2 separate regions of the Columba livia genome follow, and region 1 is linked to region 2. A link is a contact called in public Hi-C data. All regions are on one chromosome and are shown on one strand. The core of a region is the stretch at or near the end of the contact, and the rest is flanking DNA. Distances in the headings are between cores, read along the strand shown. Region 1 overlaps ABL1 (ABL proto-oncogene 1, non-receptor tyrosine kinase). Region 2 overlaps ABL1 (ABL proto-oncogene 1, non-receptor tyrosine kinase).

Region 1 (4,998 bases), core at 2,007-4,506, 42 kb after region 2:
AGAGGTCACATTGCAGAGCGGGTACCGACACATGCCGCTCGTTCCAGCCCCGAAGCTCCTGGATGACGGGCTCTCCCAAAGCCTGGGAAACGCGCCGTGGGCGATGACCTGCACCCACTGCATCTCCATCCTGCTTAGCATACACCAAATACAATAAGACGCATTAAGTCAAGTCTTTGCTCTAGCCAATGTGATTGGCAGAAGAACTTCTTTCCCCCCCTCCAATTCTGCTGATAGTATGTAATTCCATTCATCCCTTTAGCCTTAGCCAAATATTTATGTCAAGCTGGGAAAAAAATGCCAGGCCCAGAGCAGGGGTGGAGGGAAGGCAATCTAGAAAAGGCCTATAAACCCATTCCAGCGCGCAAAGCACTTCTGCCCAGTCATACTCAGATTAACGATAACATCGCTGTGTTGGCCATTCCTTTTTTTAATTAACCTTCAACAGGTTAAACAGTCAAGGACCAGGCTATTAGATAATCAATAAAGCTAGGCGCTAATTCCGCATCCACAACACAAATGTTTTACTGGGTTAGGATAAAAACCTCGATTGCTTGTTACAAGCAGCAACTACCTGGTAGTGGGGGGCAGACGGACCCTGAAGTACTAATGATGTCACGTACGCACAACTACTCGTGCACATCAACCAGCGAACTGCATTCGATTTTTCAGACTGCTCCCAGGCAGGGATCCAGCACGTACATCGTTTCTACCACTTACCCAGTTCTGGTTGAATGCAAAAATTCATTATTCATTTAATTCTAAGGAACAGCTGAAGGGCCCAATCAGCAGCAGAGCGCCCCAGAGCTCTCAGCGCCATCGTTCTTGGGTTAAGACCACGCCGTCATTTTCTTAAGGGATTCGAAAGCAAAAACAAAGCCATAAATTATTTTCTAATTGCTCCGAAGTGAACAAAGGCAGAAAATGACCCGCTGCGTCCCAACTCTTCCAAAGGCACACGTGAATAAACAGGACTGCTGGAAGTCCAACAAACTGACAGCCCATCCCGGGGAACACAAAGAGGAATGTTTGCCTAAACACCGCTTTACAGCAAGACTGTAATCAAAGAAAAAAACCATGTATGATAAGAAAGATTCCTGGTGGTTCTGGCACAGCGATTATTTTCTACGTAATCGGGAAAGTTTGGAAACATTTGAATATGCTGTTTTGCTGGCAGCCTTTCAAAAGAAAGAAAACACCCAAATGGCTGCGCTTAAAACAGCAAACAAGGCCCCAAACCGGTTACTAAACCAAAGCGTTACAGATCCACGGGAAAAAGCAGCGCATTTCTTCGCATTTTCTGCCCTACGAATGAAGAGATAATGGAAGCCTGTACAGATATCTGGCGTTAGCCTGCCCACAGGACGGGGGTATAACTATTACAAGTTAAAATAATCAACTTGCTTTTATCGAGGAGTCAAACAAAAGAGTAGAGAGGAGGGCTCCAGCTGCACATCTCAGCGGGGACCGCACCGGGCAACGTGACACCATCAGATATTCTGTCCCGAACATGGGCCCTCCTGTGAGGAGTGCTCAGTAGGGCCAGATCCGATGGCTTTGAAACTGATCCATTAGCCGTGCTAGGTTTGCAGGAAATCCCGCTGGCTTGCGTTTTCTGAAGTGACTAGAGATGAAACAAAGAGGCAGAAAAATCATGTAAATAGGAAAAATAGGAACGGCGAGAGTACCAGTCAAAACAAGTGAGTAACAGCGAGAGAGGAAGATAAACTGGCCTTCTCTGTTCAATGGAAGCACGAAGTTCTTGCTTAAAAGCTTCTTACAACAATGGGAGTTATCACTTCAAAATCCTACCAAAAGACAACGTGTGCTGACCAAACGACGCTCTTGTCAAGAGAAGATGAGCCCAATAAATGAATATTGCTTCCGAAAACCCACCGATGTTCCTGTGTTGTACGTCAGCTCTCCCTAGAGGCAACGGCCTGCATGGGAAGGACTTAACCTCGATACGACTTATCTAGAGGGAAAGAAAAGATAGCACAGCTCATGGACACGGGGTTTGGGTTTTAATACAAGTTAATACTGTTTATCTGAACCAGGTCGACACAGGTAGCTGTGGAATATAATGGGATTGTGATGAAAAGAAATACACAGCCTGAACTTTTAAGCCACAAAACCAGCGCTGACTAAGCCAACAATTCATTGGGTATTTTTTCCAAAATTGGGAGGGGAAGAAGAAGATATATATACTGAAATACAAGCTAAATCACACAGCAGGTATTTCTCAGATGCATGGGAATAAAACATACTGCAAGGCATTATTAATGTTTAGCATGTAGGTCTGTTACACCACAGTTTATCATCAGCTATCTTCAATAACCTCAAAACCCATGCTTAAATCAACCTGGAGTTCTCCAGAAAACAAAAGCCACGGGTGCAGAGCCTGGAGGGGATCTCAGTGGGCCATGCTGTGCCATTCCAGCTGCAGTGTGCAGGCTGGCACACCGCTGATTTACACCCACAAACCCCCAAAACGCCTCCACGGGCAAGACCACGGCTGTGAAAGGAGCCAGAAGGCACAGCCCCTTTCATTAGTCATGTTGACAAATCAGAAATAACTCAAGGTATCTTAATTACAAAGCCCGAAATTCACTTTCACAGCTCACCGGGAGTAGTGGGAAAGGAATCAATCCTTCAAGGGAAAGGAATGAGCTGGTTAAAGTTGTTAGAGATGGTAAAGGGGCTGCAAATGCTGGGTTTAAGTTGATAAAAATACTGCAATGAATCATTCCTAATCAGGGTTTTTTCCACACTGTTATTTTATTTTCAAGATGCTTGTTATCCTGTAACAACTGAAATTAAAAGATCATCCTGAATTTCCCCGTTAGCACCCCCCCAAGCCCTAGAACAGGCATCCCAAACCCATATAACCTGAGTTATTGAACCGACAGCCGCAGCACATTTAGGAGCTCCCGGCATAAAAGCCCCATTGAAGGCAGCTCTGGAGGGGACTCCGCGTGTTGACCCCGGGCAGACGTGGCAACATTCGCCTGAAATGTAGAGGCCTGGCATCAAAAGGTGTTTTGTTCAGGAGGCCGAAAAACACCCCCCCCAACACACACCTCCCCACAGAAAGCCCCAACCACTCAGCTGTGCAACATGGGGGCTTGAAGGCTTTCACAAAACAAAATGATGGTAGGAAAACCTGCTCTAGCCTCCCCAGAGAAAGCAGGGATTCCAGCAGCCGCCCAGGAAAGACCTAATATAAGCTGTAAGACTAATTGCAGCTTCTAATAGGGAGGCTGCTCCTCTCTCTCTATAGATATATCTCTAATTGAGCAGGATAGCCAGCTATCAGGACAGAAGAGGAAATCTGCTCTTCTCTCCGGGAGAAACGTAATGACATGATGGCAAAGTGTTTTTATCAGCTCCCCAGACCGCGCCATTCATCAGGAGGAGAATGGACCGGGAGAACAATCAGAAATCCATTAGCAAGCTGCCGCTCGGCTCTGCGGCTGCCCCGGCTCCGATCAAATGTCAGAGCGCTCAATGGCTTGGACGACTTGAAAGGAAGAAAGGACTTGGGAATTGTTTCGAACCAATAAAGATATTATTACAATTATGAGCTTTTATTAGCATCAGGGCAACCACTTGCAGTTTACATCGTGCCGTTAACTTAGTGTCTCGATTTTGGAACAGAAGCTTCCAGCAGGATTAAAAAGGAGAAAGATCTGCCCCAGTCCCACCAACTCACACCAGGAGGAAAGCGGTGGGGAAAATGGAGACAGAGGTGGGGGCTGCTCCTTGGCTGCTTTTAATATCTCAGCTTCTCCCCCCTGTCTTCAGAAGCCAGGGCTCCACTGTGAAATACTGCAAACTTGCAAGAAAATAGCAAGAATTACCAACGCTGCTATTTACTAGCAGGGGAGTGACCCCATAAGAATACATGAGCTCATCATCGGTATTTCATCCCGCTCTTGTGCTAAGCTGCAGGCTCATTTCTGCCGCTCGGAACACTTTGTTGTCCACGTATCACAGCACGAGAGGGATCCAAAACCAATCTGCTCTATCACAGTCTTCCTCTCTCCCAGTTACTTCTGCCTTTAGATGAAAGGCGATTACGCTGTTTATAAAGCAATGCAAACAACCAGGTTCGTATATCTACATTTGTACATTAAAAACAAATGTTGTAGCATCTCCAGCGTTATTTACAACGTGTCTGAAAGCTATTATCTGAGCTATTATCTGGCACAGAGACTAGAATAAGATATTCTGAGCGTATTAGCAGCATATCGCATATTGAAATCATTTGTGCAGATTCTCTCCATTTGTATACTGTTGATGCTTAAAATATAATGAAGAATTTACAATAGAAAACTTGCTTATGTACTAGGAAGTAGGGAAAAAATAATAACTTTTAAAAAACCAAGAAATTCTCCAGTGCAAATATTTTCAACTGCAACTGATTCTCATTATCTTTCATCTGCCAAAAAAAACAAATTAAAATATCAATCAAATGTAGTGATCCAGGTAAAAGTCTTAAACTGCATCTTTGGTTCAATAACAGCAATTATTGTGTCATTGTTCTCAACTCATTGAGGTCTTCAAATGAGATCAGAAATGACTACAGAAGAAAAAGGAAGAGCAGCCACAAAATCTCAACAAAAACCTCGTCATCCACACCACCTGAATCACATGTGAATATTTTTACCACTAAAACAGGTAAGAGTAAAATGCAATTAAGGTTGCCAGTATTTCCGTTATGAAACGCTAGCCATAGAAACGACTACTGTAAAGTCTTTGCACTTTTTATTTAGTATATTTTTTTTAATTTTGCAAGTAAAAGCCAGCCTGAAGCTTTGGAGTGTGCTAAACTCGGCAGGATCGGATCCTTGAGCACTAAAGGCTGCTGAGCAAGGCTGAGACACATTTCCCATGACATTGGGAGTTCCACGTGTGTCCAGTGCTTGCTTTAAGCTGGAATGCCCAGCTATTCTAATTTACACACAGGAGCAGGCTTGTGTCACAGCAGCTGGTGTC
Region 2 (4,401 bases), core at 1,666-4,165:
CTTTTAAGACTGCAGAGATGCTTATTAAACTGAATACACAATCTGGACAATAGTGGGAAATAATCCCTACAGAGGATGGCAAAAAAAAGTCAAACAAACAAGAAAGAACACAGGATAGGGCGGCACTAAGGGGGTGGCTTTGCTGAGAGCACCTGCATGCATCCAGCAACATCAACTGCAGCAGCTTTCAATGGCTGTTAGAACCAAGGTGGAGCAGTAGCTTATCTGCTCCATTAAGAGCCTGTTACTTTGGGAAGCATCCACATTTAAGGCCCTGGCCCAAAATATAAAAGTACTGGCAAGTCGTTCACCTGCATCTACTTCAAAGGTAAGAGAAAAACACTGAGACAAAACCAATTAGGAGAATATCCTATAGACAGGTTAATGTGCAGTATCAAAACACAACACGCTAGTGTGTTAACTATAGGACACCAACTGCTTTTAAGTCAATGCCATGATAACCTGAAAGGCAGGAAAAATAAATCAAGAGGTGTTTTGTGCTGAAATTCAGCGGTGCCCACTGTCCTTCCTACCTGTGAATGAAGTTTTTCTTCTCCAGGTACTCCATGGCCGAGGAGATCTGAGTTGCCATGTACAGCAGCACCACAGCGTTCACCTCCTGCCGGTTACACTCGCGCAGATAATCCAGCAGATTCCCGTACGTCATGAACTCCGTAATGATGTAGAAAGGAGGTTCCCGTGTGCACACCCCTAGGGACCAGCAGAAAGTTTACAAGGAATGTTTGAGAATATCAGTGAATCTTCTCCAGGGCAATTTAAACCCTCTAGAAGGCAGAAATATGGGGCTCACAGAAAGAATGAGTTCTGCTTGGAAATGGTTAATAGAGGGTTTTAATTCCCTGCTTCGGGCTCTGGCAATTTAAACATTAGGGAGACGAGATCCTTAAAAATCATGTATTAGTGGTACAAATTGTGAATTTTGCCAGACAATAAGTGTCTGTATTTAAAGCCTTGGTATGGTAAGCAGCTTATCTGCTCCTTAACATCCATATCATTGCACAAGAGTTCAGTTCCAATCCCTCTGCTTAGTATTTATCACTTACCCAATAATTGCACCAAGTTCGGATGCTTGATCTCCTTCATTACTGCAGCTTCTTTCAAGAACTCTTCCACCTCCATGGTATCCTCCTGCAGAACAATGGCAAAGCTTTGGCAAGGACAGCGCGCACAAAGAAGGAGCAGATTTTTTGTATGTGGACGCAAAAACGAACTGCAAAGTGACAACATAAGCCACAGTTCTTTTAAGGTAATTTTTCCCTGTAGCCACATCACAATGCCAGGGAATTAGGAACGTTGGGGTGTTTTTTTTTGTAGGATTTAAAAACGTATATATTTTTATCATTCCTATTCTAACATAGCTTTTTGGGGCAAGAAAATCCATATCCCTTTTGTGAAAGGCCTCTCACAGGACCATTCAGGAGTTGAAAAGGAATAATGTGCTTGTTCCTAACAGAGCAGAAGATAACACAAAATAAAAAGTACAGAAAAAAACCAAGAAGCAACAGAAAAGGAAGGATTCGCCACAATCGAATGCTTGAGAAGCAGCTGAAATGCGGGTCCCCGGTTTCACTGGGCAGGAACAAGAAATCCCCCCGTTCAGACGGGGGCAGGACCGACAGCAGCTTCTCCTTAATTGAAATCCCGAGGTTTCACAGATTTCTGGCATTTAGAGCCTGACCCATGACGTAACGTCCAGGCAGACGTGTCACCACCTATTTGTTGAACGCCATAAAGTTGCTTGGCACAACACAAACCCGAGGAAGATAAGATCTTGCTCAAAAGACATATTTTTCAGAAGAAAATACACCCCAAATGGCCAGAAGGTCATTTCAAAGTGGTGTAAAAGCACGGATCTATTCCTAAAGCAATGTTTCTTTCTATATCCATATTTTTTTTTTCATCGGTGGATTAATGTTGACAGGCTACATGGACGAAGTGTTTTAAGGAAGGATTGGGAAGGATTTACTGCTGCTGGTGAGCATGATAACAGTGGGCAGCTTGCTGTGCAATCCAGCCAGCTCCCCGCTCTGCAGTTAGCAACCAGAACCCTTCTCAAACAGTTTCATTCAATCATTTACTATTCCTTGCCAATTAGCTTGATTGGCAGCTGCGATTTGCTGAACACATTCTGTCAAAACTAATAGCCCAAAGGTCCTTGTGAGTAGATCCTTAAACTGTTTTCTTTGGCAGAGGAAACCGGGTTAACAATCCAGGTTGCAAAATTACCCTAAATATGCATTTATCTTACGCACGCCATACAGGCTCTGCAAGGTCGCTCCTCTGCACAGCTGTGCCACCTTTTTAAATCTCTCACCTTTCAGTGACCAAATTAATAAGAAGGACACATACAGAGCACTACTGTAAAATGATCTCTCTGAAAACCCGATCTTATGCAAAGGATCAAGCTTAACCAATTTCCTTCTTCCACCGGACAAAGCCACGGAAGAAATAAACCAGTTCTGGCTACACAATATTCTCCTAGCAGAGCACAGGTCCACTCCCTGGCATTAAGGGACATCAGGGTTGCATGTTGCCTAATTTGAAACACAGGCTTCTCTGCTGGGGAAAACAATAAGAAAAAATAAGAGGCAGTCTTGAGGATGGCGACTGAATAGTGCAGTGAGGAACATGCTGAGATTAAATGGCCTTTAAATGGCCCTCGCGGGGAACAAGCGCTGGGCATGGTCACAGCAGGCGGCATTCAGTCCAGCGACACACAGGTCACAGCCCCACTCCTACTTCATGCTCCTCTCCATCAACATCTGGTGTAAAACCCCAAATTCTGAGTGTGTCGTGGTACGATGACAGACCCTTATAAACACCAATGTGTCCTGCGCAATGCACATGATCTGTTTTAACTGGAAGCATCTAATTAGCAAGGCATTGACCAGGACTTGCCAGTAAAATGCAACCAAGGAACGGCGTGTGCTGCTGTGCTCGCCGCCTTGCGCGATCCAGCGGTTTGCACCAGCTGTGAGCCACGCTGAGAGACTTCATAGAAAACCAACAACAAATGGGTGTTTGTAAGCATCACTGTTCAAAAAGAAGCTGGAACAATGGTTTTTCCCCTTTAGTCCCCCCCCCTCCTTTATCTTTCTTATCAAGCTGGCTGGAGTACATGGGGAAGGATCACGAAGAGTCACATGAAATTGTGAAGAATATTCTCTCAGAGGAAAATAAAGTGAGTCATGTGAAGGTTTGTGCAGAAGCTGCGGAGGGCTTGTTTTCCCCAGCAGAACTGGGATATAAATGTGATTTTAAAATGTTTCCCAAAACTTTGAAGCAAGCTATAATCCCAGCTGTCAGGCAGTGCGCTGATGGATTTAAAGAAGGTGGATTATAAATTTGCTTTTAAGGATGGGTTTAGTGTGCGTAATTGCAGGTTGAAGTGTTTCTCAACTCTCTTCTTGGTGACTCTTACATTCCCCAGTGGAACATGCTGCTTCATACTACATTATGAACCGCTTTTACTTATGTTGCATTAAATATTTATTTGATATATTTGAAACAGCCATGGTCTGTATTTAGGCTTCTCCTATGCACTAACACATTTTATTGGATGACACACAATTTGCTTTTGCTGATGGGTTTTAGAGAGAAGAGAATGAAAGTAACAACTACAGTTTGGAGCAAAAATGAGAAATCTGAAGACATGGAATATCCTCACGCTGCATCCGGAAGCAGGAAGAGAGATGTTATAGCAAATTATGTTCCTGGAAACAACCAGTCTCTCCTGTTCAGGAGAAACAGGCGTTTTGTTCAGCCTGGTCACATCCCAGCTCCATCCGCACCACAACGCTCCGAGCAAGCCCTGCGGTCCCCAGCGCGACGGATCCGAGCTGGGATGTCACTAGGTGTCACTCGCTCCCTGTGCAAGCAGGAGCTTGGACTCTCCACTGGGGAGCAGCAACAGGAATCTCCAGAGGACAAAAAAGGCCAAAATGAAAGTACTTTCTGCAACCATGGCAACCGAGAATTACTGAGGTAGCCGCTGCTCAGAGAGTAAGGAAGAAATATTTTCCCCAAATCAAGGAAATGTTCTTCCCCCGACACTAAAGCATCTACACAGTTCTCTCCACTTCAAAGTTTCCACTGCAAAAAACCCAAGAAACAAACAAAAAACCCCGTTCTGTTTGTTTCTGCAAGACCAAACCACATCCCCATTCGAGGAGAGAGAACACGGTGTCAAGTTAGCATAAACTCCTATTAAGCAATCAAATGCAATGTGCGTGGATGGTGCCAGAAGATCTCAAGACATTTCTTATAAACATAAATGAATTAAGCAATGACCTTATGAACTCACAGAGCATTATTTGCATTTCAATAGACACGGAAACCAAGACACAAATCAGGGAGCAGAGCCAGAAACAGAACTGATTA

Evidence for each region. A called contact is a pair of places that touch in the nucleus more often than the background predicts.
Region 1: a Hi-C map of liver shows a contact between it and region 2, with 4 times the contacts expected there. The contact joins two enhancer-like sites. A contact is called at or near these places in 2 of 2 Hi-C or Micro-C datasets (crop and liver).

The regions. Positions count from the first base shown.
Region 1 is chr19:4,851,120-4,856,117 of bColLiv1.pat.W.v2, forward strand. All of the region lies in intron 1 of ABL1 (ABL proto-oncogene 1, non-receptor tyrosine kinase), which reads right to left. Among named protein-coding and RNA genes, the nearest start is that of ABL1, 18 kb to the right of the region's middle. Within about 2 kb of position 3,257, at least 1 of the 3 cell types and tissues checked has an H3K27ac peak away from gene starts, as active enhancers do.
Region 2 is chr19:4,808,981-4,813,381 of bColLiv1.pat.W.v2, forward strand. It overlaps ABL1 (ABL proto-oncogene 1, non-receptor tyrosine kinase), which reads right to left. Exons shown (of 11, transcript XM_065035191.1): 5 at 1,065-1,149; 6 at 534-711. Among named protein-coding and RNA genes, the nearest start is that of QRFP, 20 kb to the left of the region's middle. Within about 2 kb of position 2,916, at least 1 of the 3 cell types and tissues checked has an H3K27ac peak away from gene starts, as active enhancers do.